Regions from separate parts of the Mus musculus genome. Here region 1 is linked to region 2. A link is a contact called in public promoter capture Hi-C data. All regions are on one chromosome and are shown on one strand. Each heading gives the region's core, a stretch centred on a gene start, on an enhancer-like site or on the middle of the called end of the contact. The rest is flanking DNA. Distances are from core to core; before and after follow the strand shown. Region 1 holds the start of Sap30 (sin3 associated polypeptide). Region 2 holds the start of Wdr17 (WD repeat domain 17).

The links. Promoter capture Hi-C pulls out the DNA fragments that hold promoters and counts their contacts.
Region 1: a contact with region 2 is called in a promoter capture Hi-C map of hippocampal neurons, with 2.4 times the contacts expected there. The contact joins the promoter of Sap30 here to the promoter of Wdr17 in region 2. A contact is called at or near these places in 2 of 39 promoter capture datasets (cranial neural crest and hippocampal neurons).

Annotation. Positions count from the first base shown.
Region 1 is chr8:57,486,439-57,489,842 of GRCm38.p6, reverse strand. Sap30 (sin3 associated polypeptide) reads left to right here and starts at 1,983. Exons shown (of 4, transcript NM_021788.2): 1 at 1,983-2,591. The coding sequence starts at 2,277. It overlaps 2500002B13Rik (RIKEN cDNA 2500002B13 gene), which reads right to left and starts at 1,880. Exons shown (of 4, transcript NR_126553.1): 1 at 1,650-1,880.
Region 2 is chr8:54,722,640-54,726,093 of GRCm38.p6, reverse strand. Wdr17 (WD repeat domain 17) reads left to right here and starts at 1,726. Exons shown (of 30, transcript NM_001372370.1): 1 at 1,726-1,806.

The DNA of each region.
Region 1 (3,404 bases), core at 734-3,233, 2.8 Mb before region 2:
TAACCCATGGCTCTGGCATTTTTGAACATCTTGGAGTCTCCAAGGCAACTTAAACATTACCGCTTCTTGTTCCAGTATCTAGGATCCACACATGATCTTCTGGGCTCTTCCAAAGGGCTTGTGTCACTTCTCCAGCTCTGCCCTCTGTAGCATTCTCTGTAGCAGATTGACTCCACTCCACTGTTGCTGTTGTTCTTGGTGATCATTCTATGGTACTGGCATCTCCAATATGTTAGGGGCCTTCAGCTGCAACTAAGTTTCACCTCTCATAGGCTCTCTTCATGGTGCCACGCCTCAAATCCTTTGCATAACCTCTTCAGTCCTAACCCATCAACAACTGAGGCTGCACTTTCACCAATGGTCTTCCCTGGCCTCTCACAGCTGCTCTTCATGACCCCTTCATACCTTCAAAACCACTACCACTTGGGTGACACTTATACATTACCAAGTACAGCTGCAGTACAGGGTACAAACTTGGGTATCTCGGAAACACAGCTTCTTTTGCCTTCAGAAAACAACTCCCAGACGATTTCACCTCTGTGGTATTGATCTCTTCGTAATCACTGCTAATTTCTTAGCTCCAGCTAGCCAGCATCAATTGTCCTAGTGGTGCCTTCTATTCTTGACTCTAAAGCCAGCCACATAGCCGGAGCACCTGAGTTCTGCTACTTGCTGAGGCTGGAATGTGGCCCCTTCTTATTCTATTACCAACTTTATGTTTTCCAACTCCTTCCCAGCCTAAGCTTAGCTGTCCTGGAACTTGCTCTGAATATTGACCTTGAACTCAGAGATATGTGTGGCTCTGTATCATTAATGCTGGCATTAAAGGCATGTTCTACCATGACTGGATTTAAACTTTTCTCTATTTGGAACTTGCTCTGTTCCAAGCTGGTCTTGAACAATGAAATCTGCTTGGCTTTGTCTCTTTGGATTAAAGGTGTGAAAGCTTGGGCCTAAGTTTTTCATGACCTCTGTGACGATTATATATATATATATATATAATCGTCACTGAATTGGTTGAATCTAAAACAGGCTTTCTCAAAACTCTTCCACTTGAAATAAATTATTTTTGCTTAAGCTTAAGTCTAATAATTATCAGAGGTTCAGGGTTGGCATGGCCACGCCCATTCTTCCACCCCGCCCACCACAGGCACAGGCAAAAATACACATTACGCGAGCACAAACACGTACCCAGGCGCGCACGCGCGCAACCCCCCCCCCCCCCACACACACACCCGCGGCACACACAAGCACACATGTACGCATGCATATGACTCAAGAAAAGAGGTTTCTCGATCCTCGTCCCCTACAGCCAGGGCTAAGTTTTGATGAGTAGTCTGCAGACGTGATACTAGTGTGCTTCCTTTAAATGGTCTTAAACCCTCTTAGATCCGTTTGAAAGGAATCCAAGTGGCAGTAGAGGCGACAAGCAGCCCGATGCCTGCCAACCCGTCGGCACACGAGTATGCCAAGGACCTGCCACGCTCTAGAAGTCAGCTGCGGTATGGAGATGGAGATGAAGGACTCTCCGCCTAAAGAGCGCTAGGTATCCCGAGTTTTCTTTCAATAAATACCAAACAGCCCGTAAACTTTTTCTCACTTAATTCTTACTACCCCCCCCCACCCCCCACCCCCCCACACACACACACCATTAATGCTTCTTCCCAGGAGTCAGCTGGCGGTCTGAACACTAACTTTGCGAAACAAGAGGAGCTAAAACCAGCCCTTGCTCGCAGGAGAGAATAGAGGCGAGAAAACACGGTAAAAGCCTGACCTCACAGTCAGACTTGCCCGGTGCTTGGAATGGAAAAAAAAAAAAACTAGGGGTGGCTCGCCACGCGACGCATGCTGGGATGAGTAGTTTGTCCCGCTGGTCCCGCACGTAATCAGAACAGAGCGCAAGTTAGCTCCTCGATCAAGAACTACCATTCCCGTGGGGCCGCGCGGCAGGTGTGGGGCGGGGCCAGAGGAGGGGCGTCTCCCTCGCGCAGGTTCTGGGGTTGAGAAGGAGGCGGAGGAGCTGCGGTCCAACTGCTGAAGTCTCCATGTGACAGTGAGTGGGGTCTCCTTTCTAGGCGCCACTTCACTCCTGATCACAGTCACAGGACCTGGTAGCTATTCCAGCACCGACAGACCGGCCGGCCCTGGACTCTGGGCGTCGGACCGTGCCGCCACCAGACTTGGGGTGCGGAGTGAACGGCCGCCCAGGGGAAGGAGGCGGAGCGGCGCGGCGAGCGGGGCTCTGTAGCGGCGCCGGCGCCCCCGAACTGGCAGACATGAACGGCTTCACTCCGGAGGAGATGAGCCGAGGCGGGGACGCGGCCGCCGCCGTGGCCGCGGTGGTCGCTGCTGCGGCTGCCGCCGCCTCGGCGGGGAATGGGAACGCAGCCGGCGGTGGGGCAGAGGTACCCGGTGCCGGTGCAGTGTCAGCTTCTGGGCCACCTGGAGCGGCCGGTCCCGGCCCTGGGCAACTCTGTTGTTTGCGGGAGGACGGTGAGCGGTGCGGGCGCGCGGCAGGCAACGCCAGCTTCAGCAAAAGGATCCAGAAGAGCATCTCTCAGAAGAAGGTGAAGATCGAGCTGGATAAGAGTGTAAGTGGCCCAGGGACCGCCCTGCCCTATCCTGCGTGCCTCGCCGGATGGTTGGCGGGGTTCACGAGTCTCGGGGATTGGGTTGCAGGTGGGATTAGTGGTTCTCTGATTGAAACAAAGTCCCTGCAACTCCGGCCACCTTCCCCAGCGCGCGCTCGCGCAGTGGTGCGGGGCTCCTCCGCCCCTCGCCCGGACTCCCGCTGCCTCGCGTGTCTCCCACGCCAGGCTTCCCTCTTCCTCCTTTGCTGCGATCTGGAAACGAAACAAAGGGGACCGCAGCACCGAGGGCCCGGAGTAGTTTTCTCGCAGCCGGGCAGTCCCTTCTGGAATGGAGGCGCCTTTGTTTTGCTGCCAGAGCCGGTGTCTGCCCTAGGGAGCAGCTTCGCTCCTCTAGGGAAAGTAGAGTCTGGCTGGACCCCACAATTCTCTCTCTCTCTCTTTTTTTCCTTTTTGTCTTTTCTTTTTTTCTTTCCTCCTCGTTGTTCTCTTTCTCTTGAACACAGACAAGCAAGCTGAGCTCACCAGTTGCCTTACAGGGAGATAGATGATTGTAAACGTTGTTTGCGGTGTCAGCTCTTCGGGCAGCTGCTCCGAACCAAGGCTGCAAATAAGCCTCTGCGGTTTTACAGCCCTCTCGGCAGCCATCGGGATTTCTTTTTCTGTCTTTATGCACGTCTGCTGTTTTGGCCAGCTATGAGGTTTCAGAGAATTCCATTGCTACTTTTCAGAGCTCTGACTGATGGCAAAGGAAGAACAAGATACAGAACCTCCAGACATCCTGTATATTTTTAACTTACCCTTAGCTTAGAAGTC
Region 2 (3,454 bases), core at 477-2,976:
GATTGCCCATATTCTTTTCTATCTTATAAAATCCCATTTGTTTCTATTTCCTGAATAAAGTTAAAGAAAAAAAATTCTCTAAAAGTCCCTCTTCTGAAATCAACCCATAGTATCTTACATAACTACATTTAGAGTTCAGTACATAAAGCTATATGCATTAACACATGGATTTTCAAGATATTCTATGCTGTTTAATTTCCATTCATTCGTTCACCAAACATTTATTGGAGACCTGCTACTGTTAGTCATTTCAACATGGGATAGGGCAAACAGTTGTAAGAAATCGTCTTAGCTTTTAACAAATTTATTTTCCATAAGGAGAGTTAGTTTTAAGTAAATTTTGATTTACAAATATAGCATAAGTGATTCTAAGGAAACAGAGCCTCTAGAGAATATGTTGGAAGAAAACAGTAGCAGTATGCATTGTGAAGGTGAATAGGAAATATTTCCAGAGATTTTCTCTTGTAAGGGTAGATGATTGTTCAGAACTTGGCCTATGATTGAAGCTCCAAATATCATAAATGAACTACACTTTGTGGGATGAATTTCTCTGAAAAAAAAATTCACGGTTATGTAGAAGAGTCTACAGACTAATTTTGTTTGTAGAGAGTTGGCCAAAAGTCCATCGCCAAAATTATTTGGGACTACCTTACTCCCTGTAATAGTTGTTTATTGTTCTGTATCTGATATAACATGCCTTTCACTATTATGGCAAAGCTTTTCAAATATATTAACTTGGCAGACTGTTCTACTAACCACAGGCTAAGGATTGTCCTTAGACAGCATCTAGCAGATTTCCCAGGTTTATGTATCTTGCTTACCTGATGTATTATGACAATAGTTTGTTAACTACTTCCACGGTGGAACACACTATTTGGGGCAACTTGTATCCATGTTCCTTGTATTGTATCATGGTCTCTCAGAACATTGATTCTGAACATCTGCTTACTCCCTTTGGAGTGCATACTGTGCTTTTAATGGTCAGTTTCAAGTATACGAAGGCCAATTTCCTCTAATGTATTGACTAAAGGACCAAATTAAAGAAGCTACTTCAGAAATATAAACCCTAATTACATGACACTAGCATATGCTTTCCACCAGTGTCCACGGGGCAAATATGTTTTGCTCATGTTATGGACAGTTTTATTAATTGCTTGCAGCTGGACTAATCAAAACAATTTCATTCACAGATGTGGTTCATGCGGCTACTTGAACCAATGAAATATTAAGACGTGCAGGACAGCGAGCACTCTAGACTCACATTCCAAGCAATGCTTCAAGACTAATGTAGAAACCAGGTGATTTATTTCTTGTACATTCGATTCATTTTTATATAAGGTACAGCTTCGATGTAGCAAATTAGGCAGTGACAACGCTAGTGGGACGTATTCCTTCTGCTCCACCTTTTAAAATAATGTACATGCTTAGCTTGAAGCTTTGACTCAAAGCTTAGGAATCACATCTTCTGCACAGCAGCCGCGTTGCTAGGTAACCAACTCTCCGGGCCCTGTTTCCAGGGGTCACCAGGGACTTCCGCCTCCCTGTCCCATGTGCTCCAATCAGATACTAGGGTGCTTGTCACGTGCAATTCTGGGGCGGGATCCAGAGTGCTGTCCTCCCCAACCTGCACTGTGAAGGGTGGGCGGAACCCGACTCTGGCTCAGGGATGTTCAGGGCCGCCCCGCCCCTGAGAGCTGAGTGGGCGGCGAGGAGGGCGTGGCGGGTGCGCGGGCCAGGGCGGTCCCTTTGGCCGGTCCTGCTTCAGCACCTGCGGTTGTCCAGAGCTGCAACTGCTGTCTCCTTCAGGTAAGGCTCAAGTGGGGTTGCAGTGTAGGAGACTTTGCTCAGCGCCCAATCAAAGAGGATGATATTTGAATGAGTTGGCTTCACGTTGGTGACCAGCACTCTAAGGTCGCAGACTAGGACTCTGAGCCTCCTACAGTGCTGTGCAAGCCATGATGCCTGAGGAGCTAATCCCAGGAGTTTTGCAGCCACACACCTGAGTATTATAAGGCATAGTTAGAACTCAACATGTATGAGGATTCCCCCTGCGTGGAAGCTGGGGCTGTTTCTAAACACATTTTTGCTGTTATTTCTAAGCTTTTAAGTATATGGGTGTCTATAACCTAGAATGTTATTCCACCAATGGGCAAGACGTATTTGCATAGATTACTTTGTCCCTTTGAAATGGCTGTACCAAGAAAGCTTTTAAAAAGAAATGTTATAAGGGCAATACTAACCTGAGAAAAGATTGTTGTATATTAAGGAGATCATAAAAATTCTTTCTTGTTCTCTTACCGATGTATCCACATTTGTATGCAAGTATTCATAGGAGCAAAGTCTATGTTATTAAAAATGAATTAGAATACACAAAATACACTAAAAAGTTAGATCATATATCAATCACATGTCATCATTTATTTTATATAAATGTCTTTAACATAGATTTGAAGATATATTTCTAACTTACTCAGAACAAACTATCCTCCAAAGAATACTAAGAAATACGCACCCATTGTTTAAGAAATATGAAGTATTCAATTTAATAATATGATATTATAATTGCCAAATTTATCACTATCATATCATTTCTAGGTTACAATGATCACAAAACTAGTTAGATGCAAGGGAATTTATGAGGATTTAAAAACTTGAACTAAAAAATGATGAAAATATTCTATACATTTGCTGGTTCCTGTGTTCTCTTATCATTATTTTGAACGGGGAGAACTTAACACTGCAACAGTAGTGACTGAAACCTGTAAGTATTCCTTTATTCTGCAAGGTGCTGCAGCAACCAGAATGTGCCATGCCATGGTTATAGTTTTATGTTGGAAGACAGAAATCTGAGGCTGTCTGACGAACTTCAGTAACTCTGAAAACTTGTCAATTCAAGAAAATTTGGGAAACTTGCTTTAGTGGATTATTTATGGGTTAATGTAACAAGTGGTAGTTTTAGCACATTAAGAGTTCTTGGAAACTTTTCTAAATTGAAATTAACTAATAATCTATTTCAAAAGATACCCATAAAAGGAAAGTTTCTTTTTTAAAGTGAGGTCTACAAATGTGTATATAAAGACTAGTTGGATTTTTTTTTAATTTATGTTGATCTGGTATCTCCTTGTGTTGATTTTTAATAGATTGCTAAAGAAGCATAAACACTTCTGGGGAAATAGTATTTTTAGTTGCCTTTTAAAAACTTCATTCTCTTTAATTTTATAATTAAAATGTTATATCAGAATTCTAAAATCACACTATTTTTATTAGATATTTTCTTTATTTACATTTCAAATGCTATCCCCAAATCCTCCCTATACCCTCCCCCCACGCTGCTCCCCAACACACCCATTCCCCTTTCCTGGCCCTGACATTCCCCTGTACTGGGGCATAAGATCTTCGCAAGACCAATGGCCTCTTGCATCACATATAGAAATCTACAGATGAATTTAGCTTT